2 separate regions of the Macaca mulatta genome follow, and region 2 is linked to region 1. The links are chromatin contacts, called in public Hi-C maps. All regions are on one chromosome and are shown on one strand. Each heading gives the region's core, a stretch centred on a gene start, on an enhancer-like site or on the middle of the called end of the contact. The rest is flanking DNA. Distances are from core to core; before and after follow the strand shown. Region 1 holds the start of ZBTB18 (zinc finger and BTB domain containing 18). Region 2 overlaps AKT3 (AKT serine/threonine kinase 3).

What was found. Hi-C and Micro-C count contacts between places; a contact is called where the count stands out from the background.
Region 2: a contact with region 1 is called in a Hi-C map of fetal cortex germinal zone, with 2.8 times the contacts expected there. The contact joins the enhancer-like site here to the promoter of ZBTB18 in region 1. A contact is called at or near these places in 2 of 14 Hi-C or Micro-C datasets (fetal cortex germinal zone and fetal cortical plate).

What each region holds. Positions count from the first base shown.
Region 1 is chr1:5,080,519-5,083,583 of T2T-MMU8v2.0, forward strand. ZBTB18 (zinc finger and BTB domain containing 18) reads right to left here and starts at 1,411. Exons shown (of 2, transcript NM_001257892.1): 1 at 1,247-1,411. The coding sequence starts at 1,259.
Region 2 is chr1:5,418,105-5,421,169 of T2T-MMU8v2.0, forward strand. All of the region lies in intron 1 of AKT3 (AKT serine/threonine kinase 3), which reads left to right. Among named protein-coding and RNA genes, the nearest start is that of AKT3, 130 kb to the left of the region's middle. Within about 2 kb of position 1,412, at least 18 of the 40 cell types and tissues checked have an H3K27ac peak or open chromatin away from gene starts, as enhancers often do. A contact at or near this core is called in fetal cortex germinal zone and fetal cortical plate, where this site is marked.

The DNA.
Region 1 (3,065 bases), core at 161-2,660:
TATTCATCATTGCCCTGGTTTTCTGATGAGGGAGAGTGAAATGGACGGAGGGGAGAGGCAAAGATGTACAAAGGGTCAGAATTCAACTGCAGTGGGTAAACTCCTGAAAAAGAAAGACCCGACTTCCCCTTTCCTGTGACCAGAAGCAAGGCTCCACACCACCCATCTCAGCAAGTGCATTTTGGGAATAGATACACTTAATTTAATATTCAGAAATTACTTCCCTCCTTCTTCTTCTTCTACACTTTGCCCAAGACAGACTAAAACTTTATCCTAACCCCAAATACATTCTGCAAGATGCCACTGCTAGAATAAACTAAGATTTACAATACAATCACTTTAAGTGCCCCACAGCTAACATCAATCCTAATCCTTGAGAAGGCTAAAAATAAAGATTGGAGGGCAGCTCACAAGGTAGCCGTGATCAAATTAGGAGGCTGAGAGGACAGAGAGGGACGAAGAAGGAAGCTTATAAACATCTGATCCAGCTGACTGTGGCCATATGGCAGCTGCTGCCCAGATAAAGAGATTAAGAATAGAGGAGTGCGATTACAGCTGTCTGGCCAATTCAGGCAGCTCAAATCTACAAGTTCTAAATTAGTCGCTAACACAAAAACTCCTGCAAATAATTATTGTTATGCTGAAATAAAAGATCTCTTAAATATATATTTGAAAGAGAAGTGAGGAAACCAGTCAAACTATTCTCCTGGGGACAAAAGTTTTTTTTTTCTTCTTCTTAAAAACCTTCAGTTTCAAAAGCACTACAGCTGTATGTTTCAGCAGTGCTGTTCAATGTTTTGAAGAATAAAGTTTCACAGTGGAATTAATTACACAACAATCTAGCTTCTTAACTAGAATAATCTTCTCATATAAGTTTGAATGCTGGATTCCAGACAGTTTAGTATTTCCCCACCACCACCATCCCAGTCAAATCTAAATAGCAGTGAACAACAAAAAAGCATTTTAATCCAACGTGATTTCCAAAAGCAGTATTTTAAAGCCTTTCTTAACATTTCAAAACTTGACATATTTCTGTGTATTAAAGTTATTTACTCGCTCAAGTAAAAGGGATAAAAAATTAAAACTAAACAAGCTCAAGACTTTCAACTCCAGTAAGATGTTCATTTAATACTCAATTTCATATATTATTCCTAAACTGGGTTAGAAAAGTAATGTGATTTTTAAAATTAAATAAACAAAACACCAAAACAGAAATATGCTCAATCTAATCTCTTGCTACTCCTACCTTTAGGACACATAAACCTGATTAAGTCCTTTCCTCTGAGTCCTGCTGGCTCCAGGTCTGTTACATCGGTGGAAAAAAAGCAGACTAAGAGAGACAGATGCAAAGTGGAGATGATGTTAGAGAGGAATGAGATACCTTCTCCACCACAGATCCGCACACACTAACTCCCTGTCTGTGTGTTAGAATAAAAGGCTGAGGGATGGCAGGCTGTCAGCTGCTCTGACATCATGTTCAGATGGAAATGCTACCTCCAGCTGTGCTCCTTTTAATGCCATATGCTACTCCTCTACACTCCTGCCACCAGCTTTTTCTTAGGAGAACTTTTCTCTTCTGTTAGTATAAACAAAATACTTCAAAGTCTTCCTTTTTTTCCAAACTTTCTAACAGAAGAAATTGAAAAACTCAGCATATGGAGTTCTACTGTATTTATGGAATAGCAACACTTCTGTCTTAAGTTGGTGGACTGGCTTACATACTGACAGCACACTCAAGCCACGGTGCTATTCAGGAAATCCAGATTCACTTTTATTTAACTCCAACGTTTAGTTTCTAAGGCAGTTTAGGGATATTTTTAAACCAACCCATTTGACATCTCCAGTCCCATTTCAACATTATTACCGCACTTTTTTTTTCTGCTGAGACAATGGTATACATGTCTCAAACGTTGGCAGACTTCTTCAGAACCATTACTTCGGACTGGTTCACCTTATTATTTCACTCTTATTTAATGACTTATCTACAACTACCTTCTCAGAAAAATTTCCTACACTGCCACAGTCAATGCAAATTTCAATTCTCAGTACCAACAAGCTGAAACTGCACTTTCTGAAATCCTGGAAAGTACTTCAGTTCAACGAGACCAATTAATAAACTGATACAACCTGCTACAGTCACTTAAAATGAATGCTGCACCTGCATATCTGATCTTTCTGCTCAGAAAAAGCAGAACCTTGCCTTCCCCTTGATCTGTGTCCCTTAACAATCTTTTTTGTGTGTGTGGGGGGTGTCACTCTGTCATGTTTAATGATCACAAGAAAATCTTTGTGTGGGGGGAAGCCAGGTCTAGTAAGTTTGAGAACTTTTCAGCCAGAGTTTGTGGGTCTTTTCTAAAAGCTGATGAAACTGTAACGCGACCCGGGCTGGGCTGACCGGTGCCGGGCAGGGTGCTGCGACATCTCTGAATGTCAAATACATCTCCTCAGACTCTTGGGAGGGCGAGGGGTAGAAAAGGAACTGGGGCCTGAGGCGTCAGCGTCCCAGCCCTGGTGATAACCACTTCGTTCCCATTAGAAAGCCGTGGCGGAGAGTTAAATAGTAACAAAACCCGACGACTCTCCTGTCCTTCTCGCTTTCCCAAAGTCACAAACCTAACTTTCTCCAACTTCGCGGTGAGTGACATAATTATGAACGCTTAGTCCAGGAGACATCCTTGGGCGATCAATTTCTTTCCAGCCACACCACCTATTCTCCATAAATGCCCTCGCCCCATTCCAGTATATCAGACATTAATCACCCCATTTACCCAGTGGGGTGGGGGGTGAGTGACAGTTTAATGAGTCCCAAGCACCGCAATGGGCCAGCGACTCCCACTCCACAAATCAACCCCTTCACGTCTCGCTACCGCGGATCCATAGAGATTTTGTGAGGTTGGGGTTTTGTTTTTCAGAGAGGTGGGGGCGGGGATGCCGAGTGGGGAAGCAATGCAAATCTTTACGTAGTTCACCGTGCATAAAACACACGGGGAAAGAGGAAGGTTAAAGCCACAGGGAAGGAGGTGGAGGGCGTAGAGCCGGTGCAGCAGGAAAACACCTTCAATAAC
Region 2 (3,065 bases), core at 162-2,661, 340 kb after region 1:
GAAAATTATTACTGGTACTTTTTGGATGAAACCATTCCTTCTTAATGTAATTATGCCCAATTTCCTGAGTGGAGTCACAGTCTTTCTTCTAAAGACAGATTACTTCAAGCTTTAGTAGGGACGCTTAGTTCTGTCTTGAACTAATAATACCTTAAAATATTTTGCTTTTTCATGTCCCCAAAATATTGATCAGAAGGATACTTGTGGTCACATGGAAGCTGTAGAAATTCAGACCAGTGATTTTACTCCACTTGAAATTTAAGGGTTCATATGAGTTCTAGTTGAGTATGTCAGTTTTAGAACATAGTTTATATTGAGGAAACACAGAATATTTTACCTAAAAGGGGCACACAGATGTCATTACAGTGAATTTACTTCTAATTAAACTAATCTTGTTCCCTATATGACTTTTCTCTCAGAAAAATGTCATTTTGATATATATTGTGTCATGATGACCAGCATACTACTAGTGTTATTAAAGTCTTTCTTCAAATAGTAGACAGATTTTTATAGAATTTTGAAGTAGACAAAATCAGTCAATTTATGTTTAGATTTTAAAAAAGATGAAAACTGTTCTATATTCTCCTCCCTGTGCCATATAGGTGCTTGGCACATAGTACTTAATAATTATTTAATAAATGACAGAATTTCTTGTCCTCAAATTTTTAGGACACATGCAAGGAAATTCTGTTGCATCTAGGTTTACTGATATATATGAGGAAGAGTTACATCTGCTTCAGTGAAATACGAAATTAAACCAGGTGATCTTTCTGAAAAATTATTCTTATGGTGGCATAATCTTCGAAATTGGCCAGTAGAAATCTTATCAACAGCTATAGTTTATTCTGTTGGAATTTTCAAAATATACTGTACCTTAACTTAGAAACACTCCAGTGAACCTGTGTTCATTAGTTTTTTGTTGAGTTAAAGAAAAAATATTTTTACAAAGTGGACACATTGTTTAATTTTGTTTTGCATTTTACTAGATTGCAGTGCAAGGCCAATAAATTAAACCTAGGCAGTTCTATTGCTAATTACACACAACTTCTCTTGAGTATCACATATTCAAATCCATTTTATGAATATGGTAGAGAGAATAACAACTGTAAAACAAAGCAGTGTGCATGTAAGTGACTGTTAGCGTGCATTTCAGAAAGGATAAATGCTCACCATATGGTACAATTACTGTGTCCAAGTTTTCAAATTAGCTTCTCTCATCCTCCTTATTACTGTCTTTAAAAAGAGAGGAAAAAACCCAACATGATTTATCTACTCTGCAGCAGAACTCTTGACGCAAAACAGCAGCCCAGTTCTGTCCAGTTTTTTTTTTCCCTTAGCATAATAGAGGCTGTCGGACTTTTTTATACTAATTACTGTGTGAGCCTCAGATGAACCCCCTTCAATTCACAGGGCTTTGTTAAGGGAGGAGCTGTCAATGTGTCTGCCCGTTTGCAGCTGTGCTGTGGCTTTAGCTTGCTTAACATTATGCTGCTTTTTAGACTTGACAGAAGGGATTTTTTTTTTTTTTTTTTTATTAAGGCAAAGCAGCCTTGTAGCGAAATGGTTTAAGCAGCTGCATTGTGGGGAAGCACAAAGAAGTTATTATTGTGTCTGTTTAGGGGGGTAGGATGGAGGGGGAGATATTCGGCTGCTGTTGATGCCGATTGTTGACTTGCCATCTGCCAGATAGGGAGAAGAAAAAAATGACAGCTCCAGCAGGGTGTTCAAGAGGTTGTTTGGAGAGACGCATAAACATGTGCAGATGTCGAACTGAATAATGGCTAGAACTTGAGACGGTTTATGATGCTGCTGATGTTTGTGCATATACAGAATGAATGTATGTGTGGATTTGGTTAACCAGGGGTACATACTAATTATCATTGTTTTCCTGCATCCCCCCTCCCTTATTTTGTTAATTAGTTTAGGGGTTTAATACTTCCTCTTCTCTCCCTTATTCATGTCTAGTTTTAGAAAGCAACTTCTTTAAATGGCAATACAAACTTTCTTATTTCTCCGTGTTGATGGTAGATAACCTATTTGGCTAATGTTAGGTGTGAACTGCTAACTGACAAGAGGAGCTTTTGATTAAGAAATCAGTCAGGTGATTTGGTATGATCTTAATGCATACATGAACGTTTTAACACTAGTCAGCACATAAACTATTTTAAAGTGAATCGATTTGTTTTATAGCCTACCACTAGGGGTGAGGTAGAGAGTACCCAGTTTATTTTGTAAGTAATTCCATAATACTTTGAACTTAAATGTCCTTAGTTGTGAAACAAAGTTATATAGTAACCTGGCCTTTTTGATCAGTACATACCTTTCTCATGGTTGTCATGGATTCTATAAATGGCAAGCGTGCATTTTTATCAAGCATTAATGAGTTGGTTGTATATTTCCTTCTGATACATTCTTGTCTAATAATTAGGTGTTAGAGATTTGATATATCTGGAATGTTTTCAAATGCTATGATAACATTTATATTTAGATGGAAGTGAGTATGTTTACTTAAATGTCTGGTTTATTACTTTCACTTTAAATAATTGAGAAGAAACAGTAACCTTAGGTAAAACTTCCACATTACTTATTTTCTAGAACACAAAAATTTTTGTAACATTTCAAAACCAATCAATATGAATAGAATAACTAGAAAACAAAAAAGAGAAACTCTTGACTTTTCTCCTTTTTTCTTTTTTCTGCCCAATGTGGACTTATATTTCAAAAAAAATGTGTGTGGAGAATTAAAAAGTGCTTATTTTGACTTTTGGAACTCATGCCTTCTTAAAACATTTAAGGTTCTGTTGCATAATTATCAAGCAGAAATTGCCTAAAGCGTGGTTGAAAGGCCAATGTACTGACGGAGCTTTGTGTCCAGAGTAATGTCTCTCTGAAGGGATTAAAGGAAGGTTATCTGTTATTTTCTACTTTTCATAAAGAAATAGAGGTCAGGTCTATCTAGAAAAACTTTCTCTCTCACCGTCAGTTTTTACTCAAGTGACTAATCCGTGTTTGCTGAAAAGGCATAGAAAATCATCAGCCACCCTGACCTCTCCTTTGTCTCATGT